Regions from separate parts of the Mus musculus genome. Here region 2 is linked to region 1. Evidence: chromatin contacts called from public HiChIP or PLAC-seq data. All regions are on one chromosome and are shown on one strand. The core of a region is the stretch at or near the end of the contact, and the rest is flanking DNA. Distances in the headings are between cores, read along the strand shown. Region 1 overlaps Epha4 (Eph receptor A4). Region 2 overlaps Gm33083 (a long non-coding RNA gene).

Evidence for each region. HiChIP or PLAC-seq counts read pairs in DNA pulled down with a chosen protein or histone mark.
Region 2: a contact with region 1 is called in a CTCF HiChIP or PLAC-seq map of the NIH/3T3 cell line, with 5 read pairs. The contact joins two enhancer-like sites. A contact is called at or near these places in 1 of 15 datasets of contacts at CTCF or cohesin (the NIH/3T3 cell line) and 1 of 115 datasets of contacts at active chromatin or transcription factors (the NIH/3T3 cell line).

Annotation. Positions count from the first base shown.
Region 1 is chr1:77,485,448-77,491,047 of GRCm38.p6, reverse strand. The region is part of intron 3 of Epha4 (Eph receptor A4); the gene reads left to right. Among named protein-coding and RNA genes, the nearest start is that of Mir6352, 8.5 kb to the left of the region's middle. Within about 2 kb of position 1,462, at least 21 of the 459 cell types and tissues checked have an H3K27ac peak or open chromatin away from gene starts, as enhancers often do. A contact at or near this core is called in the NIH/3T3 cell line, where this site is marked.
Region 2 is chr1:77,843,740-77,849,077 of GRCm38.p6, reverse strand. All of the region lies in intron 2 of Gm33083 (a long non-coding RNA gene), which reads left to right. The region is part of intron 2 of Gm33030 (a long non-coding RNA gene); the gene reads right to left. Among named protein-coding and RNA genes, the nearest start is that of Gm33030, 33 kb to the right of the region's middle. Within about 2 kb of position 2,882, at least 15 of the 459 cell types and tissues checked have an H3K27ac peak or open chromatin away from gene starts, as enhancers often do. A contact at or near this core is called in the NIH/3T3 cell line, where this site is marked.

The DNA of each region.
Region 1 (5,600 bases), core at 213-2,712:
TATCCTGTTTCTCAGAGTAGGGATCTTGGTCCAGGGTCTTGTTATTTAGAAAAGAAAGAGAAGATGCTCTTCTGTCGATGCCAGCAAGAAAGCTGTTATTATTTTCCAAAAACCAAATGGTGCTCCACTGGGAGTTTCCACAATAAACACACATTAATAGAGCTGGAAAATGTTGTTGTAAGAAATTATTACCCTGTGCTCTTCCAGTCTTAGCTTTTTTAGTCCTGAAACACTCCTAGATGACAGGTACTGTATGTATCCCCAGATAAAAAGCAGAGGCACAGAAAGGTCCCCTGGGCCAGGCAGACTCTTCTAGGAGGCTTGCAGAAAGGGGCAGCCCAGCCTCCAGGCTCCAAGTTCTCCAACTGCCTACCATGCTTTCTCTGGGTATGATCTGCTATTCTGTCTCCCTTCCATCATCTACCTCTGTATGTGTGTGCATGCATGCGAGCTGTGTGGAGGGTATTGATGCATGCCCATGTGTGTGTGGTGGCCCGAGAAGGCTGTTTTAAGTGTCTTATTCTATCACCATAACACCTTATTCTTCCAAAACAGGATCTCTCACTGAACCTAGGGCTAGCTAGAAGCCGACAAATGCCAACAATCCTCTGGTCTCAGCCCTACGCAGCGCTGAGGTTATAGGTATGTGCATGACCACGCCCAGCTTCTTACATAGGTGCTAGTAGGTGCTAGGATCCAACTCAGTTCTTTATGCTTGCCCAGCAAGCCACTAAGACATTTCTCCTCCCCCAACCCCACCCCCAGAGAAAGTTCTTCCCATCTTAACATTTGTATCGCAGAGTAAAGGGATGATAGGTTTCCCTTGAATTTGCCTACTGGTTGGAAATTTCTGTTCATGGTCTAGAAAAAAAGACAAAGAAGCTCAAGGAAGGGTGGTTAACTAAATGATTTTTTTCTTCGTTATAGATTATGACCTATAAATATTACCTAAATAAAGTACCTGTTCCTCCCCCAAGTTGTTTTTAATCAGATTATCTTATTATAGGAACAGAAAACTAAATAGAATAAAAGGGTTTCCATATTGTGTGTCTCCCCACATGCCTGGGACTTCTTCAGTGGTTTTATGTATACTTCTTCATGCCTGCACCAGCAGTCTGAGACCTCTATACATGTATGTATGTATGTATGTATGTATGTATGTATGTATGTATTTTTAAGTGTGCAGTCTTAACACTTTATATATACATTGTATGTATTTATATGTGTATGAAGTCATTGAACAAAATAATTTAGTTTTCATCTCTCAATCAATGATCTATTTCAACTGATTAATATTTAAGTAGACTATAACAGATTTAATTATACTCTTGTTTTATTGTGTTAGCATAGCATGGAAAACTCTCCTGTCTAAATATAGCCGAAAGCCACGTTCAGGGGAGCATATGAATCACACAGTTATTGGGTTTGAAAACAAATCACAAATTCCTGTGGTTTGTTAAAATGTGGAACACCCGACAAATGTAAAAATGGCGAAGTCATCACCACTCTTAGCACAGTGAAGGACCGAGCATGTCCACTGGTTTCTGTCTGGGCTTCCAGACTTTACATACACTTTGTATTTGAACGCACATACAAGCACGTGTGCACTCTTAAATTTGTATTATTTTCACATGTAATGATCATAAAATCTTTCCTGATCAATAAGTATAACTATTGCATAGTATTTTATAGCTGTAGTAAGTTTTCTGTGATTTGGCCTTTCTTCCACTTCTCTTTTTTTTTGTATTTTTTTTACCTTTTAATTTGTGTGTGTGTGTGTGTGTGTGTGTGTGTGTGTGTGTGTGTGTGTGAATAAGAGATGTTTTTCTGTGTATTCATGTGTGTATATGAGTGTGTTATCTGTTATCTGTCTCTCCGCCTTAGTTTTGAGTCAGTGTCTCTTAAAGAACCTGGAGCTCAGCAGTTGAGCGAAAGTCGATTTTAATCAGCTCTGAGCCTCCTAATACCCCCACCACTACCACCGAATACCTGTTTGTTTGTTTGTTGTTTGTTTTACATGGGTGACTCAAACCAACCTTGTTTTTATTTAGTCACTGATTATTTTTTCCCCCCAATTTGAGGCTAGCCCTCCCTGGCTCCTTCAGTATCCTCAGAAAACCATGAACTAGTTTTTACTATTTTCAAATAATCTGAACTATTTGATTTAAATATGTTTATTGTAAAGGCTTTCATATATACCAAAAAAAATTTGAGATGCATGTTTATCTTGGATTGAGACAAATGTAGTGAGAAATAGCATAAATATTGGGTCATCACATGTTAATTTGCATGCACGAGTTATTAACAAAGAGAACTCCAAAGTAAAGGAGCTCTTTTTTTTTTTTTTAACTCATTAGCGCTTGCTTATGAGAAAAGTTCTTCTAAGTCTTTACTTTTTCAAGATATTTAGCATCAAAGCCTTTATTCCCTTTCTAAAAATAAGAAGATCAATTAATTTTTAAAGCTTGTTTTAAACAAAGGTAGGATTCCTCGTCTACCTGTGACAGTTGTTGGCAGCTACCTTTTAATATAATGGATTATATGTATTTTAAGTTGCCTGATGCAAATCATTGCTTCTGACTCTTGGAGCTTTCCCCGCCTAACCAAGATGCCCTGAAAGTTCAGAAACGTCAGCCCTTCTCCAAGCCATTCTTCTCACTCGATGAGGCAGATTGTTTTCATACAATAGCTTGGGCCTTGTGGCCTAACAGTTTTACAAAATGCCTGCAAGGGTTTCACCAATGAGAGAGAAAAATGACTTCATGGCTTAAGTATGAACTTAAAAATACCCACTCTGTAGAAAATGGGACTGGAGATGTCTCTGACTTGCGTAACTCTCCTTCCTTCCTTCTTCCCTGACTTAAGTGCTATTATTACTTTGTTATCTGTTGTTTCTGTGACCTCAGCATCTATCCTCTTCCCCTCCGGAGCATCACTGCCTTGAAACTGGGTCAGCCATGTGCCCATACCACGTTAGCACACACCTGTCCCAGTTCCGCTCGCTCGGCATGCTAATGATCCAGTTAAGCCACGCACTTCTCCTTTTTAAAACTTCTTGGGCTTCGCACAAGATGTGTTTCCAATTGTGCAAACAAAATATAGAAAAATGCCTCTCCTTTTCTCTCACCATCCTCGACTCTCTCTGACTGAGGCCTTGGTCTTGAAAGCCCTTGCCATTTAACGATGATGAAGAGAGCTCCCACCCCACTCCACCCCAGTTCCTTGAATCTGAAACATTCATTTATCCTTCATTTATCCTCTGCATTCTCAGTCATGGTAGAAAAGCATATTGTTTTAAATTTGTTTCTACTAAACACATGAACAAATTGTATCATCAGAGTTAATAGTGTTGAGCATGGAACAGAGCAGAGAAAGAAATAGCTCCCAACATACAACATACAAACTAAACCTAACGGCACGATCCTTTTCCTGGTGTTAGGGGTGTGAAGGGTCCCTGCTGCAGGAGCCTCTCAGTATGAAGTCTCTGCTTGGATGGTGGCATTTATCTTTTCCTCTGATGCCCCTGAAGGCAACCGCCAGTGGCTTGCTGGTGACGTTGGCGTTTCCCACCCACTCACCCACTGGGCAGTGAATTAATTTCATCACTGAGGCTTTCACTAATGTTTTGCTGAGGACAAGCAGTGGCTCCTACCTGCACATGGATATTCAGCTTCTCACACACTCGGAAACTGCAACCACGCTGTCCTCGGGATGCAACACTCTTGTTCCTCATTGGGTCCATAACTTCTGACTGTAACCCTGAAATGCTCTGTTAATAATCTCATCATCCCAGAGCCTTGTTCTGAACCACAAAGAAACTAGAATGTGGTTTGTCTTGAGTTTTGGGATGGCGCCTTTATAAGACCCCAAAAGCTTATGTTCTTTACCCTCTGGTAGAAGTTTCAAGACTTTAAAGGCCCTCAGGGTGGTGGTGGCGCACGCCTTTAATCCCAGCATTCAGGAAGCAGAGGCAAGTGGATCTCTGTGAGTTCAAGGCCTGCTTAATCTACAGAGCAAGTTCTAGGATAGCTAGGGATTTAAAAAATAAATTAAGTAAATAAATCACAAGCTCTGTAACCACATTAGCAAATTAATCAAATCACAGTAAAAGGGTTTTCAAGAAAACAACCTTGAACTTGAAAAAACAAAACAAAACAAAAACCAACAAAATAAAACAAATAGTTTGAAGACCCCCCCCCCCAACCATCTTTCCAACATTTTGCAAACAGACTTGGCCTTTCATCAGGGTCTTTAGGGTCTTTAGGTCTCCTGATTCTAGATTTTTCTCCATCTTCTGCCGCCATCAGGAAGGATTCTGGACAGCAAACTTATCAAAGAGGTGGACTAAGCTTTTGCCACGGGAGTCCGGGCTTATACTAGAAGGGAGTCTCTAGCAAAGGAAAGCTTTAGAGAGGGATGGGGCAACTAACTGCCCTGCCCCTTATCCCTCAGAGGTTATTGCCATTCAGTGATGCTCATCCACTTAACAGATTCAATTAAAAAAAAAAAAAAGCTGTATTCTCAATTCTGAACTCTCCTCTCTGGAAAAGTGAGTCTAGCTTTTTAAAGTTCTTGTTCCACACTCATGGTATGTAAATTCAACTGTCATAAAGGTCACATCAATAGAAAGAAAAAAGGTTGATCAAAACGGGCGTGTTTGATCATTTAAATGGTATCGACCAGGTTATTTAAATTACATATTGATCCTGTTCCTTTTCCCTTTCTTTTCTTGATGCGCTCTCTCTCTCTCTCTCTCTCTCTCTCTCTCTCTCTCTCTTTCTCTCTTGCCCAGATAGGCTTCCTACTCACTGGCTGTGTGGTAGCTCAGGCTAACTTTCACCTTAGGATCATCCTGCTTCAGCATCCTCACTGTTTGGATTATAGGCATGCCCCAAGAAGCTAGACCTGCTCCTGTTGCTTTCGGCAAATGGCATGTCAGTAGTTAGGGATAGGTTGGAGATAGTAGGGCAGTGAGTGTCCCTCTTCTGTCTGCTGCTATCCAGCTTTCACTGAAGAGCTGACACCAACCCTTCCCTACACATATTTGCACACAGTAGCCTCCACGCATCATGCTTGCTTGCACACATGAATATAAGGCGTACAATACATGCAAGTCTTTTTACCTAAACAAACATGGTATATCCACCCCTTCCCCCTCCTGCATGCATATACACACACATGCATACACATAGAGGCGTGCATGGAAGCACTGATTACATGGTCACTTCAACACAGAAAGCCCCATGCTCGGAGCCCTGCCAAGGCTACCTCAGTATCCGTTCTCCCCTTCAGTGTTCTCTGATTCCTGGGCTGTACCAGTCCTCCTTTCATTCAGTGTTAAATGCCTTTTCTCCTACCAGGGTTGTAGAGTGCTGCTCCCTCCTTCCTCCTTCTTCAAAGTATTTTGATTGCATTCCTTAATGTCACCTAAATTTCCTCATAACGTTTTATGTCACTTCTCAGGACCCACAGTATTACTTAGAGAGTAAGTGCACTCCATTTATTAGCTGGCAGAGTTCAGGCAAGTCAGAGAATTTCCCTGTGCTTAGTTTACTCATAGGGGAACAGCAGAGACTCCATCAGACTAGTGTGGAGAGAAC
Region 2 (5,338 bases), core at 1,633-4,132, 360 kb before region 1:
AGTTCTTCATACCAAGTATTTGTCTTCAGGCCACTTATATTAAACCCCAAGGCTCTGGCTATGTAGCCAAGGATGGCTTTGAACTACTGGTCCCTTGCTCAATACATCCCAAGTTTTCAAACTGCAAGTATATAGCACTAGTTTTATACAGTGCTAAGGAATCAAATGCAGAGTATCAAGTACAATATACAAGCACTCCCCCAACTGAGCAACATCCCCATTCTCAGGAATGATAGTCTGTACATTCCCTGGTCCTGAACTATTCTCAGACATTGACCACTGTGGATATTAGCATATGAGTACAGCTGAGAGGAGAGCCAGAAGACGGCTATGGGCTAAACACACATTCACAGATCTGAATGACTCTTAACATTTTCAGTGTATATGGTCCATTTTTTTGATGGTATGTTTATATAATTAAAAGGCTCTCATTCAGAATGAAACCTGAAATTACTCCTTGGTCAGTCAAGCATGCTAACATTCCTCTTCCTCTTTTGTAGACCTCAGAAAAGGTCTGTATTTGGCTCTTTCCTTTGTGCCAGGGCAGGAAAGATTAAAAAAGAAGTTAGCTCAGAGTGGGTTCAGATTTTTGCCAGAGCCTCTTGTTTGTCACTCTCTAAGGTATGCCTCATAGCTTTTGGTGGCCAAAAGCCAAAAGCATTTTCTTGTTCTAAATACCAGCTCACAAGAGTGAAGGGTAGGAAGTTAATGGTGACCCCATTGTAGGTTTTGTGTGGATGGAGGATTGTATTACATTTGAAATGCATTAGCGGCTACACACATCCACTTGTTCACAGGGCAAGTGAAAATTAAAGAGGACATCAGCTCTAAGGCATTCAAAACTGCATAGCACCCGGGGCTTCTTGTATTATAACAGCATCGATAAAAAAAGACATAATTCTCATAACCACTGTTTAGAAATTGGATCCTTTAGGGCAGAGGAAAGATAGGCAGTGCTTGGGAGTGGGATTTAAAAGGAGGGTTGGGGCTGGCATGGAGAAGAGGCTGTGCTTTCTGCTTTGAATTTTGGCTCCAGTCTGATCTGAGGTCTGGATTCTCTCCTTCACTGCCACTGTTAGGCACTGTGATTTAATGCTTGTGTGGTTTCATGGCCTCCCAGGAATACCAGAATAATATCTCCCCCTGTTGAAGGCCAGCAGGATTTGTTGAGTAAGAGTACGGAGGGGTCAGATCCAGAGCCCAGGAATATGAGCTTTGGTTGCTGGCATTCTGAAGTCTGAGGATGCAGAGCTGGAAGCCGAATGCGCTCCTGGAGCCTTCCCGTTGACGGCTCTGACCTCTTCAGCCGAGCCTCGGGGCTCTCTACCAAGTGGCCTGAAGACAAGCATCTTGGTATTAGAAACCAATGGTCCTTCCCTAATGGACTATTAACACAAAGGGATGCCTGCCATTTGGGGTCTTCAGTGAAGGTTCACTGGGAAATGCTTGTTAAGCTTTCTATAAAGAGAAATCTGGAAATGAAAACATTTTAAAAATGCCCCCTCCCTCCCAAATAACAGGTCTCTGTCTCCCACCAATGTGTTTTATGGACAATGGTTGAGGAGCTTCTTATCTGATTATGTGAGAATAGGATTTTTTAAAAAATCCCCTCTAGGGAAAAATGTTTTCCAAATCACCATCTGCTTACCCTCCTTTCTGTGTTTGCTGCTCTTTGATAGGATGTCAGCCAGCTCCGACAGGAGGGCAGGGGCTCAGAGGCAGGGAGGAGTTTGACAACCATCACAGACCTAGGACAAATGAAGGTGCGTCCTAGGCCGAGAGCCAACCGATTTCCAGTGATTTTATGTGGGCAACTCACAAATAGGACGCGAGTTACTTTCTACCCACCACCTTCAAGATATATATCTAAAAGGTTATTTTTCTTGTCCCCAGATCAAAGCCAGTTCAAGATGAAAACTCATTGCCCCTTTCTTTTCTTCCAAACACAACTTCATGAATGGAGTGATTCAAAAACAAATCAATTCTGTTTGGGTTTTAGGACCGAACAAGAAATGCTGAGCGAGGAAAAGGCATTTGCTAAATGCACCAGCACCAGGAGGAAGGTCAATTTAAAATCGTGTTTGACTGTTGGAGTTTACTTTAAAAAATTTAAGTACCATTACTGGAGACAAAATATTGCATATGTGCATTAGCTCTTGGCTAGACAGCCAGTACTCATGTACACAGTCTAATTTTTATATATAAATGGATGCGCTACAAATCAGGACTTCCGGATCTTAACTGTGGCCCCAGTGCTGCTCAGAAACTGTTATTCATCTGGTTTCCCCCACCCCTGCCTCCTCTCCTCTGCCTAATGGGGCCTGGGCTACTTTGAACAATTCCTTTTCAGGGCTGCTTTAGCGGTTGACTTCTTCCCCGGGGATGTCTTTCTTCTAAGCCAGACCTTCCATGAAGGCCTTTCCAGGTTTGCAGGGTCCCCAGACCTAAAAAAAAGTCGGTTTGTTTGGCTGCCTGGCTTCATCGTGTTTGGATCTTTGCCAGGTACCTGCTGTCTTCTTGTGCTGCTGGACTGAACCATCTTAGCTTGGGTAAGGCTGTTTTCTAGGATTCATGAACCTCTTGGCGAGGTAGGCTCAGGATGTCAGCCAGCTCTAATAGGAGGGCAGGGGCAGGATACAGCTCTGTTCAAGTGAGATCCACAGGGTGTGCCAAAGCCTGTGTTGGGAGCTGACTCTGTCTCCATGCAGGCAATTTGCAGAATGTAGCTGAGCTGCTGGCTGATGACCGGTTTTATCTCTGGCATCTCCTCTGGCTTCATGTATATGGAATTCCCCTTTTCTAAGTGCATACTTTAAACGTCGTGTCTGCCTTTCATACCCAACTGACCACCTCATTCATCTCACATAGCTACATTTCTGTAGCATGAGTTGTCCGTTGGATTCCTCTGACTTTCCGTCGTCAAGGCCTTACACGGATCTCAAGATTTCCATCCTTCTCTCTTTCTCTAAGGGTAGACATTCCATATGATTAATCAGTAGGAAATCTTGAGGATTTATTTCATTTCTGTATTTAAACAGTCCGCCCTGAAATATACATTTGTTTTGGTAGCTTTCTTCATCACTGTACCAGAACACTCGGCAGACTCGCTTAAGGAAGTGTCTTAGACAGGGTTTCTATTCCTGCACAAACATCATGACCAAGAAGCAAGATGGGGAGGAAAGGGTTTATTCAGCTTACACTTCCATACTGCTGTTCATCACCAAAAGATGCAGGACTGGAACTCAAGCAGGTCAGAAAGCAGGAGCTGATGCAGAAGCCATGGAGGGATGTTCTTTACTGGCTTGCTGCTGCTGGTTTGCTCAGCCTGCTCTCTTATAGAGCCAAGACTACCAGCCCAAAGATGGTCCCACCCACAAGGGGCTTGATCCCTAATTGATCCCCCTTGATCACTAATTGAGAAAATGCCTTACAGTTGGATCTCATGGAGGCATTTCCTCAACTGAAGCTCCTTTCTCTGGGATAACTCCAGCTGTGTCAAGTTGACACAAAACCAGCCAGTACAGGAAGGAAGTGGTTCTTTTGGCTCACAGTTCTAGGATGCGGCCCATAACTGCCACAGACACAGGACATCTAGAGCTCCAGAAAAACCCTGTCTCAACAACCACAAAGATGGCCCATCACAAAACCTCAATCCCACGCACTCTCCAAGGCAACAACTGCCTGTTCATAATTCTCTTGGTCTCATCTACTTGCATGGCAGGTGATAATCCAGCTTTATCTTTTTATCTCCCTTTTTACAAAGTCCCTTCTTCATTGTGTCCACCCTGATTTAGTGGACAGCATTATAATGCATCATTGAAATCTTAGTGGTATCTTCCCTTTCTTTTACATTGTCACTGGGTACCATGCTCCAAAGTACTCCAGACTCTTCCTACCTTCTGTTTTGTTTATTTCTGCCCCTGCATGGGGCTCCATCTTAGCCCCAGGCTAACCAGCCCATAGCTATAGAATATCTCACCCCATAAGTTGTCCTCCACAATGTCATGACATTTTGTTGTTGTTGTTAAACTTGGTTGGTGTACTATTATTTCTTCATGCTGAAGAATACCTGTATCCCTCTATCAAAAGCGTCTACCTGGACACATTTTAAACCTTTGCTTATGTGTGTGTGGGTGGAGGTGGGGACAGGGGGTGGGGGTAGGTTGCATGCTCAGGTGCTCATGTATGCACATGTGGAAGCCACGCACATGTTGTTTCTGAAGAGCTGTTCACATTATTTTCTCAGGGTTTCTCATTGGCCTGGAGCTCAGAGTAGGCTAGACCGGCTGCCTAGTGAGAGCCCCATGATCTGCCTGTCTCCGTATCCCCAGCATTGGGACAGTAAGTGCATGCTACCAACCCCAGCTTCTATACAGGGGATCTGGCAATCAGACTAGGACCCTCGTACCCATATGTACCTACTGAACCATCTTCCAGCCACGTTTTAAGCCTTTTAAAATCTTCTTCGATATATTCACAGAATGCCGTTTGATTTTTCTCTCCCTTTTCTACCCTTTGCTTGTCCTGCCATCTGTCGTTCCTTTCCCTGCTGCACTGGACTATTGACATCAGATTCCTAATTCAAAGGCAAGTGGAAATGCTTAGATTTTTGTTGTACAAAGCCACCTCTTCACATCTCTTCCTCCAGTGTTCTTTGCCTTGAGTCTTCCCCAGCTCTCTCTCTCTGTTTCACATCCTTGTCTGTTCCGTATCTTCAGAGGCCACATTCATCCGGCTCCTTGGGAATCACTCAAGCAAGCCTTTATGATAAAACCGACCGACCGACCGTGAGTCTGAAAATGATGGCAGCAGGAACCCGATATCTGTTATTTTAAATACTTTTGAAATGCTGGCATTTTCTAAGACTTCCTTGAGCAAAATCTAAACAAAGGAGCTGATGATTTTTCATGGTTTCTAATTTATTCTACCAGACAGGTGTAAACTGGCTGTGGAAAGGCAGAGATGCAAATTAATTATCCATTTCACCTCTGACAAAAGAAGATAATCTGACACCCTTTCAAGAATCTTCCTTTTCTGCCCTCAATCGGGGCAACAATGTAACATTTCACTGATACCTTTCAAGGAAAACATGGTGTTTATGGCTCTTTGTCACCGAGTCTCGTGCCTCGGCAGCTGAGCAGACTGCAGATAGGTGATAAGGGCGGGTAAACAGAGCTCAAGGGAGGGCAGGCTTGTCTGTGGTGCATCATAAAGAAGGGAAAAACTGGGCTATAACCAGTGGGACTCCTGTGTGCATTTACAAAAAAAGAAGAGTGTGGGGTTGATGATTCCCCATGAAAAGAGTGAGTTAGCACAGGTTAGGATTGTATTCTTGGAC